Regions from separate parts of the Mus musculus genome. Here all the other regions are linked to region 2. The links are chromatin contacts, called in public HiChIP or PLAC-seq maps. All regions are on one chromosome and are shown on one strand. The core of a region is the stretch at or near the end of the contact, and the rest is flanking DNA. Distances in the headings are between cores, read along the strand shown. Region 1 has its middle 54 kb from the start of Gm36388. Region 2 overlaps Gm37896 (a long non-coding RNA gene). Region 3 has its middle 32 kb from the start of Gm36388.

Region 1 (3,748 bases), core at 723-3,222, 240 kb before region 2:
CCTCCATTTTCTCAAGCCCTGTGATGTAGTTACTGTGATGACCCCAGTTTTACTGTAAATGAGCAAACTTTGAGGTTGGGTGTCTTTTTTGAGGTTAGCCAAACTGCAACAGAGACAGATTTTAAAGCCTCCTTTTCCACTTCCTGTCTGAGGAAATATAGTAGCATGCCCACATCCACTCAGACACTAAGAATCAACACCCATATTCCTGCATGGTTGCTCTGCAGTGCAGGTGTGTTTTAAATCTCTTCTTGTCTTCTAACTTCCCTTGTCAGAGACCCTGAAAGTTGAAGACCTGAGGTTCTGAGAGAAAAAGTCCTGATGGCAAAGGGGGGTGGGTGGTCAGCTCAGGAGCCTGTAGCATCTTCCAGGTTTAAAACACATAGTAACAACTCCAGGGGATGGAGAGCAGGTGTCCACAGGATACTTTTGTTTTATGAAAACAAGGCCTGGCTTACTTAGCATATGTTCCCAGAGAGAGAATTTAGCCAGTTTTCAGTCATTAAAAAAATAAAAGCCCAGTAGGGTGACATCTATTTCAAGTAACTGCAGCCAAGAATAAAGCTTTTTTTTTTTTTTTTTTTAGATAAAAATCTAGTCCAGGACTTTTAGCTCTACCTTCTAGAGTGAATCAATACACAGCATAAAGAGAGAGAGAGAGAGAGAGAGAGAGAGAGAGAGAGAGAGAGAGAGAGGTGTATATAAGTATACAAGAAAATGACTGGGCTTATGGACAAGGAGAGTGGCGAAAGTCATCGAGAAGGATGTCCTAAGATTAGGATTAGTACAACTCTATGTCAGTGATTTTCAAATACTAGTGTTCTTTCTTCCTGCTTGCTACATGCACATATAGAGACAAGTCCTCTATAAATGGCGATTATAGGACCCAGGACCAGACATTGGGTAGTAGGTAGCTCAGTGGTAGAACACTTGCCTAAGGTTCCATGTCCAATGCTACAAACAAAACATCACCTCTCCAAAGGTTCCAGAAACAATCAATGCTGAGAGTCCTGAAAATACGTATGAATGGTTGCCATACCAATGCAGTATTTACAGCGTGAGCCATGGTAATGTCTAGAAAATACTTAATGTATGGAAAAACATTAATCGTCATACTACCATGTAGTACCCAGTCCTGTGTCTCTCTATTAATTACTTTTAACTAATATTCTCATTCAGAATAATACATGGTTTGAGATGAGAAGAGACAGCTGGAAAAGGAAAATTCTAGTAAAACAGAAGAAGCTCAAGCCGTGATCCTGCACAGCAGACGACCTTTGCCCCACTCTTCCTCAGCGAGCTAGGCTGTTTCTGGGGATTTCACACTTTGTCTTTAGTCTCTCTGACCTCTTATCTTGCCCTGCCACTGAGCCCCAGAGAACTTTCTGCAACTCCTGATTTAATTCCGATCTGAGCTGGTAGCATGAAAAGAAACTGACAGGTGCCTCTCTCCCTGATCCAGCCCATTGGCCAAGTGGGGCGACAGAAGCATCTTTCCCTTTAAGGCACAGGAAGACATGCCAAGAAAGACTTCATTTCCATTCAGCTCAGCAGAGCCTAATAACCACACAAGACACACGGACAGAGGACCCTGCACAAGGCGAGAGCTTTAAAGACCCCACTTGTTGTTAACTAAAGGCCCCAGAAAATGTGCAAGAACCTGGGACAAGTTACTTCTTTGCAAAGGATTGTGGGTTTAGGGGAGGCTTTTGATAATTGTGCAGAGCCTCTGGCCTGAGTCTGGCTGGAAAGGTGGGATGTTTTATAGCTCACCACGTACGTGGCTTATATATAATGTGAGGGCTCTTTATGGGAAAGCTTCGGGGGCAAAGCCACTTAAGGGATCAGTAGCCCCCCCTCCCCCTACAAAAGTCATGTTGATCATAAGCAACTTTCACTTTGTAGCCTGCCATATAGTGTTCCATCCAAGCAGCCTACAATCCCTTAAGAATAGTGAAAGAAAAATATTCCCAGAGAACACTGCTGCTGGAGAAATGCCCATTGCTGCTAGATAACCCCACACCCAGAGTCAAACGGGTTTATCTAACGGCTGATTTTCTCTAATCATGCAACATCCTTTTATTTTCTTGGTTTTACTACAGGCTGAGTCCGCTAAAGAGCAGTTGAAAGATACACCTGTGAAGATAACAATTTTATAGTATAGGCAATTAAAAAAAATATTTGACCACAAAGCTTCATGTTTAATCCTGATCCCATAACGTGCTGCCCTCTAAAACAACTTCCTAATAACTATAGTTATTCTTGGAAAACCCCGGGAAACAATTTTGTCATGACCTCCAATGCCCCAAAAGAAAGGAAGATGGTTTGAATGCATGTTACAAACAGAAGTAATGGCACAGATCTTTTTTGTTTGGTGATTATGGTCCCAGGAGAGAAGAACAGCGTACCCAAGGCCCACTGAACCGACCGGACAGTCTCCTGACACTCTACTCTGTCGCAAGCATTCTTCAGTCCTTACCAGCCTTCCACAGCCAACTCAGTATAATTAGAAGTTCTGTCAAATCAGGGGCCTGGAACCTTTCTCCCACTTGTATGGCTGTACACTTAATTGCCTGTGCCAGTTAGCAACCCAATTATGTTGTCTAGAAGTGGAGACCAACAATAGATTTTAGTATTTAGACAGGAATTCAAACTGCAAAGCAGAGAGCCACAAACCACACCATTAAATTAGAGTTAAAACTAGACATGAGGCAGAGAAAGTTCTAGAGCCACCCTCAGCCTACAGTGGAGAAGGGGAGGTGTAGGGAGCAGAAGACAGGGCCATGTGAGGTGGCTCTTGACTTTCCAGTTTAGGGAATTTCACCAAAACCTTGGGCTAAAAGCACAACAAAATCAAGGAAGGCGGGAACACAGGGGAGCATGTGAGTTTCGACAGCTGGGTGAACGAAAGAAGGCTTCCCTGTATACAGGGTCATTTGCCCTTCATCCTGTAGCCACTTCATGTCTCTCTAAGTTATCATGGCGTCTAAACTAAGTCTTACTTTGGGAATTAGATATGAGAACAAGTAACAGTCCACAGACCTATATCCCTTTCTTCTAGAATGTGAATCAAGAAATGCGGACGCCCAGTGGCGAGTATTGGCTTCTGGATACAACTCTAGAATTCCCGTCTTCCCCTTCTCATCTTCATCATCACAGAGAAGTCCTGTTGATAGAATCCACAACGGGAGATGGACCTGGTTCCCCAGCATCTTATTTGGAGTCTGTGAAAGAATTAACTTAGCCTCTGCTAACCCTAGCACTCTGCACACAGACCAGGAAGGCCTTAGAGACCCATACCGGAAACACTGAGGGTGGATATCTGGTGTCTTCCACTGTGAAGGCTTTGCAGAAAATAGAAAGGCTGAGTGAACCCACAAGGGAAGCAGAGCCTTCGTTCTACCTGCAGACAAGAATATCAGGTGACATCTTAGCCGGAGACTCCCGTGGAGGCCAGAAACACCCAGATACCTTAAGCTTGTTGGCCTGTTAGCTGGACTCACAATACTTCAGTACCCAGCAAAACGTAACTCCTTCCAAGAGAATCCTGAGAGAAAATATTTGGTTCGGGTTTTATGTTGTCTGGGAGAGCAACTTTCAAGAATCTCATTACCAAATGTACAAGTAGCTTGCCTGACAAAATCAAAACTGGCAAAGAATATTTTTCAATTTCCAAAAAGTTCACCCAGTGGCAAATCAACCAACGATAGAAACGAGTGTAGCACATGGGTTTATGTATGAAGTTACC
Region 2 (4,099 bases), core at 742-3,241:
GAAAGACCAGTTAAGAAAAATAAAAAGGTAAGCCCCAGACTGAGAAAGAGAGAAAATATTTTCAAATCACATAAGTGATAAATAACTAGTATCTAAGAACACTTGGAAGCTATCCAGGGTGACCGGGATCCCACCTTTCGCTCACATGGGCAGGAGATGCAGGGGATTGTGCCTGGCAGAAACCACTCAAGAACGAATGTGTGAGGAGAGTGGAAAATGGAAGAGTGGAGCTGTGCATGTGCTGTGGAGAGAGAGAGGTGGAGCCAGAGACATGATCATGGTGTCAGGTGTGAGCGAGGGCTGAGGTGATCTGCCCTGTGTGGTTGGCGGGGGCAGTGTGCAGGACCTGAGAGCTTATGCAGACACACGCTCAGACCCAGAACAATGACCATGTCTGGGTCTGTGGTCCTGGGTCTGTGGTCCAATTGAAGCTGGGATCTGTGTTGATGTGCAGCCCATGTCACCACCAGAGGCCATGAGGATGTCCGTGGTCTGTGCTGCAGCCAGAAGCCATGTGAAAGCCCATGACCCGTGCTCCCGCTAACTGTGCTGCAGTACAGACCATGTTTGCTGTGATACACATGACTGCAGATGCACAGTTAGGAGGGAGGATCATGGAAGGCTTCTGTGGCAACACCTACCTCCCCCAAAAGTAATAGCCTAGGCAGGAAGCCACCAAAAAAGAGTAGGGATAGGGGTGTGATAGGGATGCTGAAGTGTAGCTCACCACAATGATTGGCTTCTGGGTGTGAGACACAGGAAGGGAACTCTGCTCTATTTGAGGGGCAGACACTGAGAGTTTGACCATGCTCCGGTGAGTATATAAATAACACAAATTGAACTTTGGGGCTTGGGGGATCACAAAGATGGAGAGGGGTCATGGAAGGACTGGGAAGTGAGTGTAATCAAGAAGTATGATATGCAATTCCCAAAGAATCAATAAAAATACTATGCTGAAAAAAATAATGCTTCATAAGGTACACCCAACTAAAATCTGTATCTGCTACTTATAGCCATATGCTAATTAACTTAAGTAACTGTATTAATATATGTTGAATTAAGTAACTTATTAAACAATTATAGTAATTGTTATTAATCATATTCTAATTAACTTAGTTTTCTTTGGGGGGGGGTGTTGTTTATTTTTGAAACAGGGTCTCATGTAGCCCAGGCTGGCCTTGAACTGTGTAGCTGAGGATGGCTCTGACCTCGATATCTTCCAGCCTCCACCTCCCAAAAGCTGGGATTACAGGCATGCAATTCTAGAGATCAAATCTAAGGCTTTATGTATGCAAAGCACTCAGGTTACTGCCCATTCCCAAGCTGTTGTTAACTAGGGAAATTGAGATGTGTATGCTAGTTATGGCCCTTTCCCAGTAACAACTTTGTGGAGATGTGTAGAAAAGAATTCTCAGGAACACTTGGCTTCCTATCTGAATGCTTCTTGGAAGTGGGAAGACACTCTGGCACAATCCTGTTACTTCACTCATGTGGGCTCCTTGAAGTTGTAGACATGGAAATGACAGTGAGGAAATTTGAAAGATTGATTGATTAGAGGCAGTAAGGTAGGCCAATTCGGGCAAAGTGAAACTCAAGGACTGATCTGTTCTGTGTGGGTCTTCATTCTGTCCTTTGTAAGCTGGGTAAATGTTACCAACCCATCCAATGTCTGGGGCCTTTGATATTTGCTAGCATGTAATGAGCAATGGTCATTCCATGTCAATGGTCATTACAAAGTCAGCCATTTCTCATACTTCTTGCCATGTTAGAACTCCATCTAGATCTGTCAGGTAATTCTTGGGGTGGACTGATTATCTTAAATATCTTCAAAAGGAGGACTGTGTCAGGTTCTGTTCTTGTTGCCTGCCATGACCTAACATCTAACAAGTTGAAAGTCAAGGGAAGAAGAGTTTTTCGGTTTTTCGGTAGTTTTATTTTTGGTTTAGTTTAGGTTTTTGTCTCACAGTTTGAGGGTATAGTCCACCATGATGGGGAAAGCACAGCAGCAGGAGTGGCTCCCACCTGAGGCAGCAGAACCCTGAGGTTGCTTGCTCACATCTTGGGGAATGAAGAAGAAGAAAGTAGACAGGGATCTGGGCTGGCCTAAAAACCTCAACTCTATCCCCAGTGACTCTCTTCCTCCTGTGAGACTTCACTTCTCAGAGGTCTATAGCTTCCCAAACTGCTACCAGCTATGGACAAGTACGTGAGACAAGTACTGTGGGATAGTGCAAGTTTTATTTATCTATCTATCTATCTATCTATCTATCTATCTATCTATCTATCTATTTACCAGGAAGGGGGCAGACTGCATGGAAAGGTCGAAGTACAACTCTCTGGAACAGCTTCTCTCCTGTCTCCTTCTGGGATCCAGACTGAAGACTTATCAGACCCACATGCAAGTCCCTTTACTCACTGAGCCATCGCTCCCTGACTCTGTGTGAGACATTTCAACATTCAAACCATAGCAAGGAGAAAATGAAACAACCAACACAATCAGATTAAAGCAGAAGCAGAATAATTAAGATGAAAAGGAAGTAAGTGTGGCGGGGCATCTTCTGGATTGTAGAGCATGTAACAAAGTAATATAACTCATTCTTTAAAAGGGCTGGAGAACCGGGGCAGAGTTGGCGCATGCCTTCAATTCTTGCACTTGGGAGGCAGAGGCAGGTGGATTTCTGAGTTCAAGGCCAGCCTGGTCTACAGAGTGAGTTCCAGGATTGCCTGGGATATACAGAGAAACCCTGTCTCAGGGGGAAAAAAATGTCTGCAGAAACCAAAGACAACATCTTTTGCAAAGCAGAAATAGTAAGTTCCTTCCTTGGAGCAACAGGACATGAGTTATGGTGTCTCTGATGTTTTATCAAACTTACATAGGTTTGATTCTGGTCCTGTGAGGTGCAAGAAATTACTGCCAACACTTAGTTGTGACATGATGTGGATCTTTGGAGGACCGAGGTGTGTGGCCAAGGTTACCTGACACACACACAAGAATGTTCCTGTCCTTCAGAAGCAACTAACAGTTGCCACACCACAGGCTACTCAGGCATGCTTATACCTAATAAATATCGTTGCTTTCTTGGCTTTGTACTGGTTGGTGTGTGCATGTGCATGTGTGTGTGCATGTGTGTAGCCTGGATTGCAGAGGCATAGTGACTCATCCTGATCTACACAAGCTCTGACCCCAGGTCTTCACACTGCACAGCAACACATTACCCGTGAGGCATCTCTCTGCCCACTAGTTGAACGTTTCAAGAGACTAAATGCTTGATCGCACCATAAGAAGGGAAGAGCTAAGCTGAAGCTTGTCTGACATCCATACCTGGATCTGTGGAACTGCACATGCTTAGAGCAAATTCAAATTCTGATCCTAGGGCTGGAGCCAAGAGCATTGGTTAGGTGAATAACTAATTTCAAATAGTGCAGAATCGGTACTAATCGGAAAAAAATTTTTAATTCAACATCTGTCTTTGGAGTTTGAGTTTTTCCAATTTAAGCCAACAACATATTTCTAAGTGAAATCTTCCAATTCTGCTTTCTTTGTTTCTTTGTTCCTTCTCCTTCTCCTTCTCCTTCTCCTTCTTCTCCTTCTTCTCCTTCTTCTCCTTCTTCTATCTGGTATATTCTTTTGAGAAGAATAACATTGTTTAAGTAATACATAAATCCTATTAGTATCTTCAGGATACACCTGGAAAAAATATTTTTGTTGCTATTTTAAGGCAGGGTCCCTCATAGATAAGGCCTTTTAACTCACATATCAATTGCCTCCCCGAATGGACAGTGTTAATATTAAAAATTATTTTATTCCATAAATGAGTAACTCAATCTTAAAACATTATGTGCCACATATATTTGTAGGCCAAATATTTCTCAAAAGACCACGTGAAAGTAGACAGCTGGTCTCCTGAACTTTTCACTTTAATTAAAGTCTGTGTTTTAAGAAACTTCATGAGAAACTTAAAAGTGGAACACAGGATGAATATGCCAGAAGTTTTCATGGAAAAGTTTTCATGGATTACCAATAACCTCTTTGTCCACTATTCCTTCCTTCCATCTCAGGATTTAATTTGAAAAAAAAAAAAAAAGCAATTTTTCTTTT
Region 3 (3,648 bases), core at 120-2,619, 220 kb before region 2:
AATGAAGGAGGGAGATGAAACTAAGTATGTAAAATGGGAATACACCTAGTATTCTAGAGACTGAATTTTAAAACTATTTAAGCGTTTAGGCAACTTTAGAAGTTGCCCCAGCATTAACCAAGATGACTTCCCATAGGTAGTTTTTTTGTTTGTTTTGTTTTTTCGAGACAGGGTTTCTCTGTGTAACCCTGGCTGTCCTGGAACTCACTCTGTAGACCAGGCTGGGCTTGAACTCAGAAATCTGCCTGCCTCTGCCTCCCAAGTGTTGGGATCAAAGGCATGCGCCACCACCTCCCAGTTCATAGGTAGGTTTTTAAGATTGAGTTCTTCATATCTAGAGGGTCTTTGGGCAGCCTTGAAGCCAATACATTTCATGGTGACAGAATGGGTCCCAAGACCAAAGGAATCGCCATCATTCCTGTGTGGTCCTGTGTGAACTCTTTATGTCTTGAGTAGAAACCAAACATTATGTTCACATTAGAATGTGATTCTGTCTCACGCCCCCCCCCCCCACCTTGTTGTTTCTAAAATGATATGTAAAAACATGAAAGAGAGGGAGAGGGAGAGGGAGAGGGAGAGGGAGAGGGAGAGGGAGAGGGAGAGGGAGAGGGAGAGGGAGAGGGAGAGGGAGAGGGAGAGGGAGAGGGAGAGGGAGAGGGAGAGGGAGAGGGAGAGGGAGAGGGAGAGGGAGACATCTGTGTGTATCCAAAACCAGGCTGTTGACAATGTGTCCAATTCAATGCCCATCAATTCTCTGAATAAGCCTAAGTTCCTGGACTTCACTGACTAGTTCTTGACTTGCTCAAGGGCATTAAGAATTTACAGAAGATAACCAGGTGAAATTTTGACTAATGGATATGATTAAGAATAAAGGGAATTTCTTAAGTGGTTTATCACAAGCAATTGGAGGCAACTGGATAAGAATGTCATATCTTGAGCCACCCTCCATGAAACAGGCATCTTTAGTCACCAATAAACTCAGAGAGCGAGAAGAGACCCATTTCTTTTCTCTTCCTCCCTCCCTCCTTGATCACTTTAAAACTACACGTTCTAATGCATTTTACCAAATCGAATACAAATCACTAGAAAAGCATGCAGTTCCTGTACGTAATTCTCACAGGCACCTACAGGTTATTCAGGAACACTAGGCAGGATGCTTGGATGTTACCAAAACTCCTTATTTAGTTCTAAATAATCTGAGTGGCCTGTTAAATAAATGTTTTGGCCTTGCCCCTGAAACATGGTGGCTTTTGTAAAGAATGAAACTGAGGAAGAAGAAACTCTTTGTGCTCTTTCGAGAGCCACTGGTGGACTGGCTGTTATCACCAGACTTTGCCTAACATGGGAGGGAGGGCTTGTCCTGGTTTGCCAAGAGTCAGGGCATTTGTAGCCTCTCTGGTAGGCCCTGTGGCACAAAGGCCCTTGTGTACAGCCTGCTGTACCAGAAGGGCTCAGCCCAGTCCTCAGCAGCTGCGAGCTTGTCAGCCGTGCCGTTCCTTACAAAGCTGGGTGGCTGCTCACTGCTGACATGTTCAGTTTTAAGCTCTAGAAAATAATAATAATAAAATCCCTCACTGGAATGTTGAGCTAGGCAAAGATAGCAGATGCCCAAAGTGGGAAAAAAAAAAAAGTGCCAGTCTTTGTATATTGTGTGCTGTAGAACCTTCTGGAAGTTATTGTGGGGGAGGACTATTTTTTTTTCTTCTAAGTTTGCACTTATCCATTAGAGGTCCTTTTCATCAAAACCTATTCACTTCTCCCTTCTGGACCTTGACAGGCAGAGTAGAGAGGATCCAACCGGCTATCGATCATATTTCCTTCTAAAGGTCATACCGGGGGAGCAGAAATGCCAGACCAACCGCACGTTCTCTGAGGAAGATGCACATTTCATTTGCCTTCACGTTTAACATCGCATGGGCTTTTGGCAAGATGCAGAAATGCCCACGTCAAGTCTGGGACAACACTTGGGGTCATTTTCTGAAATGTTCTCAATTTGAGGGCATCAACTCAAAAGGACAGGGGGCTAGGAAGACGCCTTGGTGGGTAAGGTGCTGTGTAACTGTGAGGACTAACTGGAGATTTGATCCTTAGCACCCACATAAAGGCTAAGCCAGCATGGCAGCCTGCTTGTGATCACAGCCCTTGAAAAGAGGAGACAAAGGACTCTTGGAACAAGCTGGTTGCTGGTTCAGTTATCTCTGGGTTCAAGTGAGAGACCCTATCTCAACATATAAGGTAGAGAGTGACCAAGGAAGACACTTAATGTCATCCTTTGACTTCTACAAGTACACACACACACACACACACACACACACACACACACATACACTCACATTTGCCACCACACATAAGAACAGTTATATGCATGGGAAAACACTTTAACATACATTAGAATAAAAGACAGAACAGGATCTATGTGACAATGTTCTAAGTTGCAACTCCAAGCAAAAAGGCACCCAGCAACATGTTGAGATACCTTCTAATAAAAGAGAAATAGTCTTGCCCTGAGAGGGTTGCATTACCTCCTCCTATAACTAGTCCTTGCTAAAACAGTGTCTATTTAGGTAGTAACACACTCAACAACCCTAAATGCATGGTTACTATGATTATTATAAGGACGCCTGGCCATAACATACCATGCCTTCACAAATAAAGAGACACAAGAGGCAAAGAAAGGCCAAGGATTGGGGGAGGGGGGACGACAGAGGAGAATTCAATGTCAAAAGAGGTGGCTTGATGAGCTTCGAAGGGAGATGCAACCATCGATTATGATACTTGAACAACACAGCCCTGTTGGGTCCGAAATTGCACTTCAAGTCTGAATTTATAGAACTCGTGCAGACACTGGGTCAAGAGGGTAGCACATTAGCAGGAGCTTTCCGAATAAGCATGATTGAGATGAGTGCCTGCAGAGGTAAAAACAGTTTGCTGTAGCTTTTAGTAACTAGGTGTGTGAATGAAGGCTGTTTCAATTGCAAAGGCATGACTGGTGACAACGAGGACTCGGGACCATCTTTCTAAGGAGTTCGGTGATAGCACTCTCTTGTTCATAAACCATGAATCCCCTCCACCTCCCGCCCAGGCTTTCATATAGAAATAAAGCTCGAGTTCTTTGAAGGAGGCCATGATGGTCTCCTTCTCTGACCACATGTGATGCTCCAATGACACCAACAGCTCTCTCCATTTTCCATACTCATCCTCTGGTTTGTTTTTCCATTCTCAGCCCTTCGGCACAGATTAGTGTTTGATTTCTGCCTCGTTGTAGAGATGGGATCTCAGGCATCACAAGCTGGCCCTAAGCTTTCACTATAGCCAAGGATGACCCTGAGATTCTGACCCTCCTGTCTCTACCTCCTAATTGCTGGGATCACAGGCGCGTGCCACCGTGCCACCGTGCCGCCGTGCCAGGTTTATGGCCACCATGCTGGGGAGCAAACCCAAGGCTTCACACATCCTAAGCAAGCATTCTTCCAAACATCCTGCATGCACCGCTGCTTTTATTTATTTATTTAATTTTTATAAACCTCTGCCTTGATGGCTGAATCTCAATGGTTGACAGAGAGGGAGCTGTCCCTCCACGTATAGTCTTTATGCAATTCATTTCTGGCCGAAATGCCCTCTCTGCCCTACTAACGTTTTCCTCCTCCC

What was found. HiChIP or PLAC-seq counts read pairs in DNA pulled down with a chosen protein or histone mark.
Region 1: an H3K4me3 HiChIP or PLAC-seq map of the SCID.adh cell line shows a contact between it and region 2, with 16 read pairs. The contact joins two enhancer-like sites. A contact is called at or near these places in 2 of 484 Hi-C or Micro-C datasets (cerebral cortex and nephron progenitors) and 2 of 115 datasets of contacts at active chromatin or transcription factors (the SCID.adh cell line and embryonic stem cells).
Region 3: a contact with region 2 is called in an H3K4me3 HiChIP or PLAC-seq map of the SCID.adh cell line, with 14 read pairs. The contact joins two enhancer-like sites. A contact is called at or near these places in 4 of 484 Hi-C or Micro-C datasets (embryonic stem cells, liver, nephron progenitors and 1 more) and 1 of 115 datasets of contacts at active chromatin or transcription factors (the SCID.adh cell line).

What each region holds. Positions count from the first base shown.
Region 1 is chr1:187,703,890-187,707,637 of GRCm38.p6, reverse strand. It overlaps a transcript of Esrrg not described here. Among named protein-coding and RNA genes, the nearest start is that of Gm36388, 54 kb to the right of the region's middle. Within about 2 kb of position 1,972, at least 6 of the 459 cell types and tissues checked have an H3K27ac peak or open chromatin away from gene starts, as enhancers often do. A contact at or near this core is called in the SCID.adh cell line, where this site is marked.
Region 2 is chr1:187,462,118-187,466,216 of GRCm38.p6, reverse strand. Gm37896 (a long non-coding RNA gene) reads right to left here. Exons shown (of 3, transcript XR_865841.3): 3 at 3,436-3,625. Among named protein-coding and RNA genes, the nearest start is that of Gm37896, 16 kb to the right of the region's middle. Within about 2 kb of position 1,991, at least 1 of the 459 cell types and tissues checked has an H3K27ac peak or open chromatin away from gene starts, as enhancers often do. A contact at or near this core is called in the SCID.adh cell line, where this site is marked.
Region 3 is chr1:187,682,487-187,686,134 of GRCm38.p6, reverse strand. It overlaps a transcript of Esrrg not described here. Among named protein-coding and RNA genes, the nearest start is that of Gm36388, 32 kb to the right of the region's middle. Within about 2 kb of position 1,369, at least 14 of the 459 cell types and tissues checked have an H3K27ac peak or open chromatin away from gene starts, as enhancers often do. A contact at or near this core is called in the SCID.adh cell line, where this site is marked.